Linked DNA regions of Capsicum annuum: region 2 is linked to region 1. Evidence: chromatin contacts called from public Hi-C data. All regions are on one chromosome and are shown on one strand. The core of a region is the stretch at or near the end of the contact, and the rest is flanking DNA. Distances in the headings are between cores, read along the strand shown. Region 1 has its middle 45 kb from the start of LOC107855695. Region 2 holds the start of LOC107855699 (WD repeat-containing protein GTS1).

Region 1 (7,950 bases), core at 2,217-4,716:
GTGATGAAGAAGAAAAAATCTATGTTTGATAATGAAGAATTGAAATAAAAAAAACGTATGGTTGTTATGAAAAAAGAGAAAATGGTATAGTTAAAGAAAGAGAAAACTGTTTGAGAGAGAATAAAAGGGATAATTGACATATTAATAATAACTGTCATCCCTTTTTATTGGTATGAAATCTCTTTTTCCTTATACAAATTTTTTATTTTATTTTTAAAACTAAAATAAAAATATTTTTTCCTTTTTTATACTGATTTTGCCTATAACTTACAAACTTAAAAATTTGCTATATCTCATGTTAAACAATCTAAAGATGTTTATTTGCATTTTTTCCCTTCTTATTAAAGTCTCAAAACTACTTCTTCTGTTTAGTGACCTAACAAATGGATGAGGCCCGAAACATGCCAGGATGGGCCTGATTCTACTTCGACAGTGTGGCCCAAAATATTGTTTTTGTGGCGTTATGGGTCATTTGCACTTCTTCCTATATTTTGTGAAAAAAATTACATCATTGATCATACTATAATCACATGTCAAAACTTAACTTATTATAATTACTTAAAATTTTAATCCTTTTAAGTAATCACATAAATTTATGATTTTACTTAAAAGCTCGGATACATAGAAGAATGTGGTGTATCCGTATAAAATTAAGTGAAGTATCCGAAAGAATGTGATGTATACGTATAAAATTAAGTGATGTATTCAAAAGATGTGATGTATCTGTATAAAATTAAGTGTTGCATTTGAAAAAAAATGTGGCCTAATATTATTTGTCAAGTTAATTGGGAAATCTATGGTCAAACAGGTCCTTAGTTTAGACATTGATACTTGGGTTTGAGAGTTTAAGGGAAAACCCTATATGTACAACTCATATTCATCAAATGTAATAGGAGATTTTCGTATTCAAATATAGCACGAGGTTGTTTTTCAAAATATATATGAAACCAAACTTTAAATTTTTCTCAATGCTTAAAATTTCGCTCGCAATTTCACATATATATATATATATATATAAATTGTATAAAACCACTATACAATATGTATATAACTCCATAAATTTTATAGAAAGATCATGTTAGGTATCTAACAAATAACGTTCTCGATCAGGGTTTCGAATCTCGATCACTATGTCATGTATAAAATCTGTTAGAAAATATGCATACAACTGTATAAATTTTATATAAAGTTCTTATGCTGATTTCTAGAAATTTAATACAACTATAACAACAATGTATACAACTTTCATACCATATTTGTACAAATCTAACACAACTAAAACTAACATACAAACTTAAAATATATTTTTCATACAACTCAACATACATTTGTTATACAACTTTGATATAAATTTGGTACAAGCTTGCTGTAACTTCAAACTTTAATTAACTAAGACTGAAATTCAATTCAAAACTAGTTCAAACCTTACTCAAACAATCCCAAGTATTAATTTAAACTCTTCTTGATGTTTCAATTCTTTTGAGATACCATCTACTCAAAACAAAGTAAGCGCTAGTGACAAATTATTTTTTCGAACCTAAGTTTTGAACTCTTTAGTGGCTGACAATTGAGTTTTCTTTTAACTTGATTCTTCAATTTTCAACTTCTTAGTGAATTGGAATGTGTGTATGAATTTCTTTTATCAAAATCTAGTTAGGACCATTTCAAAAAGATAAATTCCCAAAAAGTGAAAAAGAGATAGAATAGTATTTTATACAAAGGCAAAGAAGGAAACACAATTGGTCTTATAAATATTTGGGTCAAATAGTGCTAATAGGCATTGAGGAATTATTAGTTACCCAATGGATTTGTTAATCAGAAATTTATAATTATCTACAAAGTGTGAGTTCAAGAATATGCATGTTTGCAATGCAAACGACGACACGAATTGATGTAAATTTGTAATACTTTTTAATTATTAATTCAGTTAACATTCTAATTTTTCGTGAAAAATTGATCTAAATTTTATATAATTATAGCAATATAATTTGACGATATATAATAAAGATTCATCAAACAATGAAGCATTCCTTTAGTTATACTAGAATGAAAAATTACTCAAAAAAAGTAAATTGCACTACTATGATCTTATATCCAAAATTAACAACCATTTTACATGAAAAAAATATAGACTTCTAGAATGTTGTACAACTTTATATAAATTTGTTGCTCAAAATAGTGGTTGATTATATTGTTGGTCCTTCACAATCAGCTATTATATAGGGAGGAACTAGGAATAGATAATGTGATTATAGATCTTGAGTTGCTTAATGAGTATAGACTAAAAAAGAATTTCACCAAGATGCCTAACTAAGATGGACATTAGAAAAGCCCAAGAGCGTCTCAATAGTTGGCTAAAACCAAATTTTAATATAAGGTCTTAAAGTTATTCATATACATAATATATAAGAAAATTAGTGCAACCTTTTTTATTCTTCATATTTGTTGTTTTTAGTGTAGTAAGGCATTTCACATAATAATATTATTAAGGATTGACTCAAGTTGGTAAAATGCTAATCATGTATTTTTAATGCATTAACTTGAATATTATTGTAAAAATAACATTTATTACTATAAAGATTTACTAGTTGGTTTAAAGTTTTAAAATATTTATATTGAATAATGATAGTCTTTTTTTAATATTTTATAAATAGATTTTGTATTTTTTTTTTTTTACTATATTCAATATTGTTAGAAAAGAAAAGAAAATCATAAAATAAAAAACAATGAGGCCTCGAAATTTAAAGTCTAAAGTAAAATTTTACTAGCCTTATTCTTGAGTCATTCCTTGAAAAATCTATGACTCGAAATTTATAGGTTTGTTGATTTGATTATGGAACTTGTGAATTCAGTCAACTACTCTTTGCACTGATTAATGATGTACTGGACTAAACACTCATATATTTAAAGCTAAGGAGACCCAATAACCTCATACTTACTTATTAGTTTTGTCCATTAAATACCTAAACAGATTACTTTAAAAACCTAACACACCTAAAGTAAATACTCAATAGGACTTCATCAGTTATCATCCAAGATGTATAAAAATGAAGCTAGTGCATACATGTATATCTTGTCACCTCATCATGTATTGTAGGGCTGATACTGTGTTTGTCAAGCTGTTAAAAACTTGTAGATATATTAACTAGTTGATAAATACTTCCTTCGTTTCGAAATAATTGAATTGTTGAGGTATTTATTGGTGTTTCAAAATAAGTGAATCATTGAATTTTTTTTTAAAAATTGTCCTTATGATTTGACAACCAATTAACTTTAAAAAAGGTATTACAAGGTCAATTTTTTTTTTTAAAGTAAAAATAAAAAGTTATATTAAATTTATATCTTTAATATTTTTTTCTTAATATATGTGTCAAAATCCAACAATTCATTAAACCTTACTGTTGTCCCGTCCAATCTATCACGTGACATATGGGTCTTGATTCAGCAAGAAATTGTCCTACGTGTAATAAATAAATTTTGTTGTAATATACGTAGGGTTCTTACACAATTTAATCACTAGTTGCTATCGTACCTATTTTTGGCTATCTGCTAGAAGAATTATGTGGACTTATGTGATTGATTTATAAAGCTTTTCTAAAAATGAGATAAAATTAAAAAATTAATGTAGAGAATTTTTGATGAAAAATCTGTTTCAATGCTAAAATTTGACAGCTTGTATGAACAATTAAAGGCACCATTGATTAATATTGTCCTACTTACCCACGCGATCTCAATACTTTCCTACATCTTAAAATAATATTCTAGTATCTCCCAACCATGCATGCAAATGGAAAATGAAAAATGTGACACCACTAAAAAAAAAAAAGGAAGAAATGCGTCAAGTTAGAATTTAACTATGGTTTTCTAGGTATATAACTCAACATTTAATTAATTGTAGAATATATATATAAAATATTCAATGAATTTTTAAAGAATATACAACACTAATAACATGCTAAGTATATTCTCACAAAGTAATTTTTTTAAAAAAATATGTACATAAAATATCTAATTTTACAAAGAAATTACTAGTTCACGCGCCCATATTTTATGCTATAAATTTGCCCATGATTTCAAGTTCTCTAGTAAGCTCGATAAAATTATATAATTCTTTTGTCAATAAATAAAATGATCTACTTTCGACATTTGTTCAGATGAAGGAAATATCAGAAGAAAAAGGGTAAGACATTACAATTCTGAACGCTTAATAAAGTTTGTGCGAATATTTAATAAAAGTAATTGCCGATTAGGAATGTGGTAAAATTAATAAAATTTATTCGTAGTTAATAAGAAATCTAAAATTTTCTGCGCTATAAATTTGAATTAATCAAAATTTATATATGAGTGGGAAACGAAAAAAAACTTAGTAAAATTAACGTAAGCCGTGACGACTTGAGTAGTGGCTCATTTGGCAGTTTGTTAACTTGTCAACTTTGATCTTTCTGACACAAAATAATTAAATGTGTATCTAATTTTATTTTTTTTATTTTTCCACACATTACTACTATATAAAAAGAGAATCTGAAATTTTGATTACTCTACAAGGTTAAGTTTTCACCTATTTTAATAAATTTAAATAATTATATGAGCTTATTAATTATATTTGATGTCCTATTTTACTTATTTTTTTTTACTTATCAAGACAAGACAATTAAAGTTCGTACGTTTGAAAGAGGACTTTTGGAATGCAATTAATCCCAAATTGTTAAGTATCTGAATAAGTGATTGAAGCATTAAATAGCAATTGAAATAATGAGCAAAACAATTGACAACAATTAAAGAACTGTGTAAAGATTGTAAAAGCTTTGCAGAATTATGACCAATAATTTTACTCCACTCAAGTCACCTAACGTTGCTCGGGTTTAATTAAATTGCACTGTTGCTCAAATCAAGTCCGAATTAATTGGAGAAAATTCACGAGTTTTGCACTTAGGCTCCATTTGTTTTTTATGATTCAGACATCTGAATTCGAATGATTAAGATACTGTCTTTATATTTGAAAACTGAATAATTAAGATTGTTTATTTTTTAACATCTAAATATATAAAAAAAAAAAAAAATTGTTTGTATACATAATAAAAAATATATATATAATTCAAATAAAATATTAATCATATATTAAAAAAGTATGTAATTTAATACAACAAAGTTATTAGTATTTGATTGAGGAAAAAATATTTATATTTGTTAGTGATAGTGGAGATGGTTTATAATAGTCGTTGCGGTGACAAAGATTGATGTTAGTGATTAATAATGTTGGTGGTGATAATTGTGATGATTGGTATTGTAGTGACTGTTATGATGGTGGTGATTGATGGTGGTGGTTGTTGTTGTGATGTGACGCTGCTTGATGTTAGTAGTTTAAGGTATTAATTGTGTTGGTTGAAACATGAATGTATGATGATTGACGATGTGTTGGTGCTAGTTGGAGATGTTATTTGTTGTGATGGTGAAGATGTGTTGGTGCTAGTTGGAGATGTCTTTTTCTTAACAGACGCAACTATCTGAACAGTCACTCCTTTTCCAAAATAATATATCTTTTCCTCAAAGGTTGTGTCCCTCCATTTTCCATTCACACCAATTGAACCAAACAATCCCCTACATGAATGGGGAATAACTATTTTTTGTAAAACTTTACGGGCAAATATGTGATCATCAAGCAAAGACTGATTGCATTTGGATAAGTGAGTTTTCCTTTAAATTTTTCGTAGTAAACATGCATCGGATGCACTCGGTCAATCGGTAGATTTGATATCTTTGAACCGTCGAGCTTTAATGTACACCTAGACAACACATGTCACACAACCAGCCTTTTACCATTTATGGTTCTCACGGTTTTGTTTGTTTCAACCATGAACACGTTCTGGTCTCATGAGAGCTTAGAGAATAGGCCTTTACTAACATTTTCTTTGAAGCGGCTTCGACTTCGCCCTCACATAGGTAATTTCTAAACGTTCAAATATTTGGTCAAATCTGCAAAATTTAGCTAATCATTAAAAGACTTCACACCATAAGTCTTATCCTTGTTTACTAAACATTGTCTACATCATGAGAATGGTTTGGATATTTGACAATGTTGAACCTGTCAGACACAACTTTGTTTGATCTCCTTGAACCTAGCTCCTGGGATCTCCAGTATGCTAGGTAGAGCTACCGTCATGCTAACTTATCCTAGGCCTTAAGCCCATTCCCTTGGATGTCATCTCAACTCCTTCTCTAGACAAGCCTTTGTAAGTGGATCCGGTACATTATCCTTTAACTTTACATAGCAACAGTGATAATTTCACTAGAGAGAAGTTCTCTAACGGTATTATGTCTCCGTCTCATGTGATGAGATTTACCGTTGTACATCATGCTCCCTGCCCTACTTATAGCCGCTTGGCTATCGTAATGTATACATACTGGTGCGACTAGTTTGGGCCAATAAGGAATATCTTTCAAGAAATTTCGGAGTCATTCTGCTTCTTCACTGGCTTTATCCAATGTGATAACTTCAAATTTCATTGTGGAGCGAGCAATATATATCTGTTTAGATGATTTCCAAGAGATCGCTCCTCCACCGACAGTAAATACATATCCACTCGTTGATTTTACTTCGTTCAATCTGGTGATCTAATTTGCATCACTATATTCTTCAAGTAACGCTAGATATTTATTATAATGCAAAGCATAGTCTTGAGTGTATTTAAGATACCCCAAAACTCTTTTCATTGGCATCCAACGAGTTTTGTTAGGATTACTATTGTACCGACCCAACTTACTAATAGCGCATGTTATGTCTAGTCGTGTACAATTCATTATATATATTAAGAATCCCAATACTCTTGTGTACTCTAACTATGAATCACTTTCATCTTCATTCTTTTGAAGTGCGAAACTCACGTCCAATGGAGTCTTGGCAATACTAAATTTCAAATACCTGAATTTGTCAAGTACCTTTTTGATGTAATGAGACTGTGGCAATGTCAACCCTTGTGGAGTTCTATGGATTCTTATTCCTAAGATCACATCCGCAACTCCTAGGTCTTTCATATCAAACTTGCTCTCGAGAATTCATTTCATAGCATTATGTCAGAAATGTTTTTACTGATGATCAACATATCATCCACATATAGAAAAACAATGACTTGGTAATTTGGAGTATCTTTAATGTAAACACATTTATCACATTCATTTATCTTGAACCCGTTTGCCAACATAGTTTGGTCAAACTTCGGATGTCATTGTTTATGTGCTTATTTTAGTCCATAAAGTGACTTAACAAGTTTACACCCTTTATTTTCTTTTTCTAGAACCACAAAACCCTTAGGTTGTTCTATATAAATTTCTTTCTCCAATTCTCCATTTAGGAATATTGTTTTTACATCCATTTGATGGATTTCAAGATCATATACCGCCGTCAATGCAATTAGCATTCGAATAGATGTTATCCTTATTACCGGCGAGTATGCATCAAAGTAATCAAGGCTTTCTTTTTGTTTGAAGTCTTTTACTACAAGTCTTGCCTTATATTTGTCAATAGTATCATCCACTTTCAATTTCCTTTCGAAGATCCATCTAGATCCTAAAGGTTTGTTTCCTGGAGGAAGATCAACCAATTCCCACGTATGGTTGTTTAAGATTGAATCAATCTCACTATCGAATGCCTCTTTTCAAAAGAATGAGTTCGAAGACGTCATTGCTTCCTTAAATGTTTGAGGCTCATTTTTTAAAAGAAATATTACAAAATCTGATCCAAACGAAATTGACGTTCTTTGACGTGTACTACGTCTTGGATTCGCATCATTATGTACATCCTCACTTGGTTCATTTCGAGGTCGTTTAGACCAACCACTAGACTGTTCATGTCTAGTTTTATATGTGTAACTTGTTCAAAGAATTCATTATTATCTGATTAAATTATCGCATTTTCATCAATATCTAGATGTTTGGATTTATGAACCAAAAATC
Region 2 (7,950 bases), core at 1,907-4,406, 51 kb before region 1:
AATGCAAATGTTGTGATATTTGACGTACTGATACCAGTTGATCATCATCATTGATGTCTCCACCAGTATCAAATAAACACATCAATCCATCAACCGATGCGGAAATGAGTCTATCATCATAGCCTGGAATAAAGTGCACCTAAAAATGAACACAAGAAACAAAAAAGGCTTCAAGACAATTTGCAGTACTTCTGAATGAGAAAAGGAGAAGATAAGAAACCAACAGTTTTTGCATTTAGTAATCATTAGAAGCATAAAATACGCTGCATCCAAACTAGGCCAGTCATTATTTTTTTCCTCCTCTTTCTCAGATAGTTAAGTAAACATGCAATGAACTCCACAAACATATCTGCGAATGGTGGTGGAGCAGTAATCAGTGACCGACGGTCATAACAGGTTCAGCACAACTTCCAACTACTTCGAGAGAGATGGCAGCAGTTAAGAGTACAATTATATCTCATGCACTCTAACTTCAAAAGAAGCAAATAATTTACAGTAAGATAATATCGAGTATGCTTATATTTCACCTTTCTTTTCTATCATCGTTAAAATACAAACGTACTAATAGAAATAAGAAAATACTCAGAGCACCACAGGTATTAAACTATAATTCAGAGGACTTGACCACACTGAAATTTCTCTACAGTCATGCTACTACAAAAGAAATTTCAGATTATTCTGCTCTTAGAAAAACAATTTGCAATGTTGTACTAACATGGGTGTGAATTTTTCTAGCACTGATGAAAAACGAGTATTAACTTATAAAGCATTGAATTAACACAATAAACTCAATGGTTTACTATCTAATGCATGGGAAATGAGTCAATAACTAGTAGAGCAACACACCTGAGTAACATCTTCCGTATGAGATTCCTCCAAGCACGCAACCTGATGCTTGGTCCTACAATCCCAAAAGAGTATCTGTACAAAGATAACCACAATACAATGTCATTTGCCACATATCTCATACAACTTAATAGAGCTAAGTAATTTCATGTGCCTCACTCCAAAGAATAAGTCAATCACATCTCTCATATAACAAAACGATTCTTAGGAATTATATCTGGCAAAGTAGAATTCTTTTTGTAGTTTCAAGCAATTTGAATTCTTGATTCACTGCTGAAGAAAGCAGTAAATAGTTTATGACAGACCAAGCTAACTAATTTCCAGGGTCGGATATAGTATTTGGGCACCAGCCAGCAGGTGCCAATCACTTCCCGTGTCTTGCATCATATATATAAGTTAAAACATTCATTCTTAAATATACAGAGAGAGAGACACTAAGGGGTCGTTCAGTAGAGTCTATAAGAATAGTACTGAGAGTAATGTTGGGGTTAGTTACACGGAGATTATTTCTTATCCACTAGTTGGTTTGGTGTATTAAAGGCAGTCCGATCTTTAACCATGCTTATCCATGTATTAATAACCCTTGTATTACTAATACCATAGTTTGTTGTGTATTAGTTATACACCCTATAATATTGAATAAGGTGTATTAGTTATACATAGGCTGAAAATCCTACCAAAAAAGGATTTAAAAATACCATAACTATTTTTTTAAAAAAATGAAAATAATACCAAAAATAATACATGTATTATGTTCTCTACTACATTCTATCAAATGAGTCTAAGTTTGCTTGCATTACTGTTTGTAGTGCTTCGCTACGCAAGGGGAGAGCTTATGCCCGGCTAAGTAAGCGTTGTGGTTCCCTACATGTACAAATTAAGATTCAACTAATCTACCATTTCTAATTTGCAGCCACAAGGCGTAGTACCTGAGAATTACACCCGGCAGCAAGCAGATTGTGATTAGCTCCACCAGAGGAGAAACTAAATATCTTTTGAGAAGGGCCACCACTTAAGGAGAAAACCTGCATTGCATCTATTTGAAATAAAAACAAAAATACAACACAATCCCGAAAGGAAGCACACAAATACGCATAAAAGTTAAAAATTGGAACCTGTTGAAAGGACCTAGTATCCCAAGCTCGGAGAGTTCCATCGGAAGAACAAGAATGCAGGACGTGTGGCGATGAAGGATCCGAGAAGGAAATTTGATTAATGGTCGAAGAATGACCATTACATTCACCAATGTACTGTCCTGTAGCTAAAGAGTACAACTTAATTGCATTGGTTGAGAGTGATACCGCCATTGATGTCCAGTCATTCCTATAAACACATATGCTCAGTGAGAACTTCAGGACAAAATATTAATAAATAGGAATCAATGGAGAAGGTAGAAGGAAAAAAGGGAAGACACGGAAAATCATAGTAGTTCAGTTAATTGGCTACTCGAACTTTCACCTCGTTGGTGAGTTATTCAACTCTAACCTAGTAATGTTCTCCAACATTTCCCCTTCCCTCACACCCCATGTAAGTGTAGTTCGATGCACTAAAGCTCCAGTTATGTGCGATTCGGGAAAGGACTGAACCATAAGGGCTTGTTCGGTACAAGGGATAAAGGATAACTAATCCCGAGATTAATTTTAGGACGAGCTTATCAAATGTTTGGTTGGGATAAAATGCATGAGACAACTCCACAGGAATTAGTTATCCCGGGATTGTAGCATTATTTTTATCCCATCTTGAGGGTGATTCCGGAATAACTTGTTTCCAACCAAACGAACCCCTAAGTGTGTATTATACACAAAACTTATCCTACACATTTCTGCAAGAGACTAATTACAAGGTTTAAACCCATGGCGCCCGATCACGATCACATGACTAACAACTTTGCCAGTTAAGTCCCAACGGTAATAATAAAAAAATTCAAAAAAAAAAAAAAAAAAAAAAAGGAACATAAGGGAGGGGTGGGGGGAAGAGATACTTGGGAACGATTTGGAAAACGTAATCATCGTTGAAGTTTGTCTGAATGGAGTTTCTGATACCAAAACGCTTAGTAGTGTTGTCGGGTAATGATTGTTGTTCTATCTCCATCTCCTCTGCCTCACCCATTTTCTTCCTCTGCTAACAATTTGTGTGTTAAGGAGGAAAAATAGTGAACATGGGTTTAGGGTTGAACTTTTATTTTTTAGAGTATTTGTTTATTAGTGTTTAAGGTTGGACTCTGTCTGAATACAACATCCTTAGTTTCATTCAGTTTAAAAAAACAAAGAAATTATATTTGTGAAATTTGTGGTTTTGGACATGTTATTCAGTCCGTTAGAATAGAAGTTAAAGAGGGTATTTATGCTCGGCGTGTTCTACTCTTCCATTCTCAAATTACTTCATATGTTTGTCTTTTACACAGTTTTTAAAAGGAGAAATTTATGAAAGTTATAAATTGACTAATATGATTATATTAAATTCACATTAAATATTATCATTATCTAATTGAGTTAATTATTTTTATTAAATTACTAAGGGTGAAGTTCGGAAAAAATATTCAATTATTTTTTAATTCCTTAAACATGTCAACTATTTAGAGAAAATTCTCTGCACGAAAATATAAAAGTATATGAGATGGAGGGGGTATCTTATGTCTAGCTATCAAAGATTATAATTAAAGGTAATATATGAAATTTGAAGTTAAATTATTTTAATAATTTTATGATGAAGGGAACGAAGAACGAACAGAAGAAACAGTATAGTAAAATGATGAAATGAGGAACAATGAACGGGAGACATCAAAGGAAGCATTGTGAACTTGATACTAAGGGTCAGTAGTTATTACTTTGATATGTGGATTTATGTGGTGCAAAGTTCTTTCATTGTTGAGGCTTCTGTTATCTCCAGAAATTCTCTCTCTGGAGTCGACATTCATTTCCCTTTAGTTGTAAGTGCACGTTCTATTTTAATTTGAATCGTCGTCATGGCTTACGGGGGTACGTATGGGCGCATCGCATACATTTGTGGAAGCTAAGTCACTTGGGAGGGTTCTCATTGAATCTTATTACACACATGACTACAATGAACAGGTATTAAAAAGAATAATGACACAAAAAATAGAATACATAACTACACTGTAAGCTTTGATTTTAACCAGTTTATTGTTAGTAATTGTTTTTGCATAACTAATTAGAGGACCGGGACCAACCGGGTTGATAGCTTCCTCACCATCAGCGTTTTTATCATAGCTGGATTATGCTAACATTTGCAAGTTTTCTCCTCAATTAAGTGAGAAGTTGGAATTATGCTTCGAAAAAATTCACAACCAAAAAAAACTTAAAAAAGACTTACGTAAGAGGGAAATCCATGAAGTACTGGCTGCTTTGTGCCTGATATTACTTCTAATCTACTTGTACAAGATTTAAGTTGAACTTTATCAACGAAACCACAAGGACGCTTTCATATGTCAACCCCTCTAACCTGATATATAAAGTATAAACCAATTCAAAACTAAACATGAAAGCCAACCCCTCAACCTGATATATAAAGTACGAACCAATTCGAAACTAAACAGTCGGCTCGTTCCCCTCTCAATTACTTCCACTAGTAAAATACTTGGGGATTTTAAGGATAAGGAAACTGAAACAAATTGGAGACGGAGATCATTCATGTTGAGCTAGTTTAAGCAGAAGCATCTAAAACAGATATGGCAGGCCAGGAAGATACAGATATTTGATCCAAGTCATTCAAACATCATTATCAGTCAAACTAAAACAATAGTACAGAAGCCCACAAATTAGAAGAGTTGAGGTATGTTATCCAGCTCAGGTGGATGAAAATGTTAATAATGCCCCTCACGAAGAACTCCCATGAGCGATAAGCTTCTTTACTTTAATGAACTGAAAGGGACAACTTATAACCATGCCACTCTAGAATGCAAGCCAGTGGATCTCTTCAGCAACGTCTACTACTTATGCACTCAAGAGCCTGGCTGAGCTTCCACTTCTTCCCTATGCAGTCTCACCTCCTGCCTTGGTGACTTCTTCAATTTTTGGCTTCCCATCTACCGTCTCAGCAGCTTTAGCTGAAGGCTTGGTCACATCTTGCTCTGCATAAGAGAATGATATTAGACTTTTTATGACAAGTTAAAAAGGAACACTATAAACCCCAAGGTAGATGGAGAATTCTCATAACATTACTAAACCCTCAGACAGCATCTAGACAACATAAACATGTTAGACACTCCTTTAGATACTAATAACCTAAAGTGAAGTACACAAATACTTCCTTCAGGAAATATCCTGATTAGCATATATTCCAAATTTATTCGCTACCATCAACTTTTGGAAAGAAGACAACACTGAGAGTCAAACTTTAGCCTGAAACTCACCAAAAGAGAAATCTTGTTGTCTACTTCTCAAGTTATAGAATCTTTCTAGTTCTTGATTTCTCATTATAACTGTCTTTGAAATGTCCTCGGATTAACAATTTAAAATTAAGTACATTACCTTAATATTATCAACTAAAACAATACAATTGTTAACTCTTTGTATACATCTTAGAGGTTGTTTGGTATGACAGACAAGGGATAACTAATCCTGGGATTAATTTTAAGATGAACTTATCCCATAACTCATCACGGGGTTAGTTATCCCGGGATTGTAGTGTTATTTTTATCCCTTCTTGAGGGTGGGATAACTAATCCCAGGATAGCATCACGGGATAACTTGCTTCCCAACCAAACGACCCTTGGATGTGATAGCTTACTTGAGTTGAGAGTCTACCTGAAACGACGTCTCTGCCTTCACAAGGTCTAAGGATGTGTACACACCACCCTCCCTTCTCAGTTAGCACTTGTGGGATTACACTAGGTATGTTGCTGTCGTTTCTAATGTGACAGTTCAAGTGAATATGGTTGATATTAAAAGGTTGCTGATGGTCACTATAAATTATTTCAAAAGAAAGCTAACGAGTTAAAACTTACATTCCCTTTTACTTCGAAGAATCTAATTTATGACAAAAGCCTGATTCTATATTCCTTAAAGGTCTACTCTCTTTGATCATCCTCTCAAGTGATACAATTGCGCCATGCCCGAATTTGTTTTCTACTCCAAAAACTCCCTCCCCCCCTCCCCCAAAGCAGGTCAAGAGGGGCAAATTGAGGACAGTTAAATATATGTCAAATTATTAGTTGATCTTGCAGCAGCAATATTACTTATAGCCGTACTTGGAGGTCTGAAATTGTCGAATAGGACTCCAGAGGTCTGAATTGGGGTACGACCAGAAACATCTGGTACAACAAGGATTTGGCTAAGTTTTGCCATTTCAACCGTACCAACTTGAAGAATCACATGTGATACAAAGCATGAATTTATATCAGAAAACGCATAAAATCCTCAATCACTTATAAAACTTGATATTATTTTTCTTTAAAAGCAACATGCTAGAATTGCTTGCTATTGAATTCTATCCCACCCTGTGCATTCTGGAGGAGAGAAGTGAACAAAGAGAATTTTTTTTTAAAGCAGAAAGAAGGAGAAAGAAGGGCCAAAAGTAGTAGTGCTACGTAATCTCAAGCTCCATGGGGATAGAAAAACAACAATACATCAACATAACCAGAATCAGTAATCTATACATGTTTCAGAGTTGTCAAATTACCTTCATCATCGCTGTCATCAAGGTCATCCCCCATATCACCTCCCATTCCGCCCATCATGCCACCCATGCCTCCCATGCCACCCATCATTCCAGCCATATCACCTCCCATTCCACCCATCATTCCACCCATATCACCGAATTTCTACAAATTTCACCAATGAGGAGAAAAATCAAAAGATATTCCAAATTAAATATGCAACAAACAAATATAGTAATGCCGTAAACTCTTACTGAGAAATCCATTGAATTCAGATCCATATCTCCGGGACCTTAAAAAGGTGAGAAGCAATAACAAAGTCACTTTCTGCATGTGTTATAACAACTATGGTAAAAGATTTGACAGAAGATAATATAGACGTACCAGCATCAGGTTCATCGTCTTCATCCACCCACTTGTCCCAATCTACTTTCACATAGTGTGGTGCTTTCCCGGCTCCGCGCAATAATTTAGTCCACCATTTCGGCTCTGCTTTTTGCAGAACGCAGACTATACTTCTAACGCCAATACTAATTTTGCTCTCCTTCAAAACAAAATTGCAAAATTACAATACAATTTATATAACTGGGACAGAGAAGTGTAGCAATTAAGTGATCCAATAACTCTCATAAAGTTTGTCTTTCGAATTGGTCCAATAACTCTTGTGATTTGGTTTCAATAAGCATGACTTACAGCATTTCCACACTAGCCGACCCCAACGGGGAATATAATACAAACAAGCATGTATGAATAACTAAAATACAAGTAAATCCAATGGGTTGCCAAATCAAATAATGGCCTCCTACCTCGACATTAACTTTATCCTGGAGCTCAAGTTTCAACTCATAGGGACGGTCTCCCGCCCCAGCAGTAGCAGAGAAATTAAAAATTCCTTCTGGATCCAAGTTTACTTTTGGATCTTTAGCATCTGGCAACATCACAGTGAGATACACCACATCGGGCCTTTGTGCCCACTTGACTTCTGGATGGAGACTGTCAGCCAAGAAAAGTTGATCTTTAGCAAAAAAGGAATTTTCAATATATATGTAGGGTCTTATGCAAATTAAATGCCACAATATATTCACATAAAAATGATGACAAAAGAAATTCTTTAAGCAGATAAGCAATGTGGCATCACTACAACAATTTACGAACTAAAATAAGAATTCGTTCTATCACTTTAATAGATCAACTACCATGTCAGCTTTCATCTAAACCTAACATAGTTAAGATAGCAAATTTACTATTTACTATATAACTAGATAGTAAGCAAAGGAGAATTAATAACGAAAAATGTGTAGTAGGTTATCCTAGGAAGCATGTATATAAATTGCTCGTGAGTACTGACTAATCCCTGGAAATATACAACTACAAGAAATCATAAAACACATGTGGTGCAACTACTTGCCCCCGAGAATGAAATATTTACTCAGATTAATCCTAATTCAACAGGGCATGCTATTATTACAGATACCACTACCTTTTTT

The links. Hi-C and Micro-C count contacts between places; a contact is called where the count stands out from the background.
Region 2: a contact with region 1 is called in a Hi-C map of pericarp, with 2.6 times the contacts expected there. The contact joins the promoter of LOC107855699 here to the enhancer-like site in region 1. A contact is called at or near these places in 3 of 5 Hi-C or Micro-C datasets (leaf and pericarp).

The regions. Positions count from the first base shown.
Region 1 is chr3:30,702,502-30,710,451 of UCD10Xv1.1, reverse strand. No RefSeq gene overlaps it. Among protein-coding and RNA genes, the nearest start is that of LOC107855695, 45 kb to the left of the region's middle. Within about 2 kb of position 3,466, at least 2 of the 5 cell types and tissues checked have an H3K27ac peak or open chromatin away from gene starts, as enhancers often do. A contact at or near this core is called in leaf and pericarp, where this site is marked.
Region 2 is chr3:30,752,738-30,760,687 of UCD10Xv1.1, reverse strand. LOC107855699 (WD repeat-containing protein GTS1) reads right to left here and starts at 3,156. Exons shown (of 8, transcript XM_016700711.2): 1 at 2,828-3,156; 2 at 1,962-2,169; 3 at 1,776-1,871; 4 at 847-921; 5 at 29-139. The coding sequence starts at 2,955. It overlaps LOC107855695, which reads right to left. Exons shown (of 6, transcript XM_016700707.2): 2 at 7,270-7,456; 3 at 6,848-7,007; 4 at 6,718-6,755; 5 at 6,487-6,628; 6 at 4,478-4,936. The coding sequence ends at 4,839.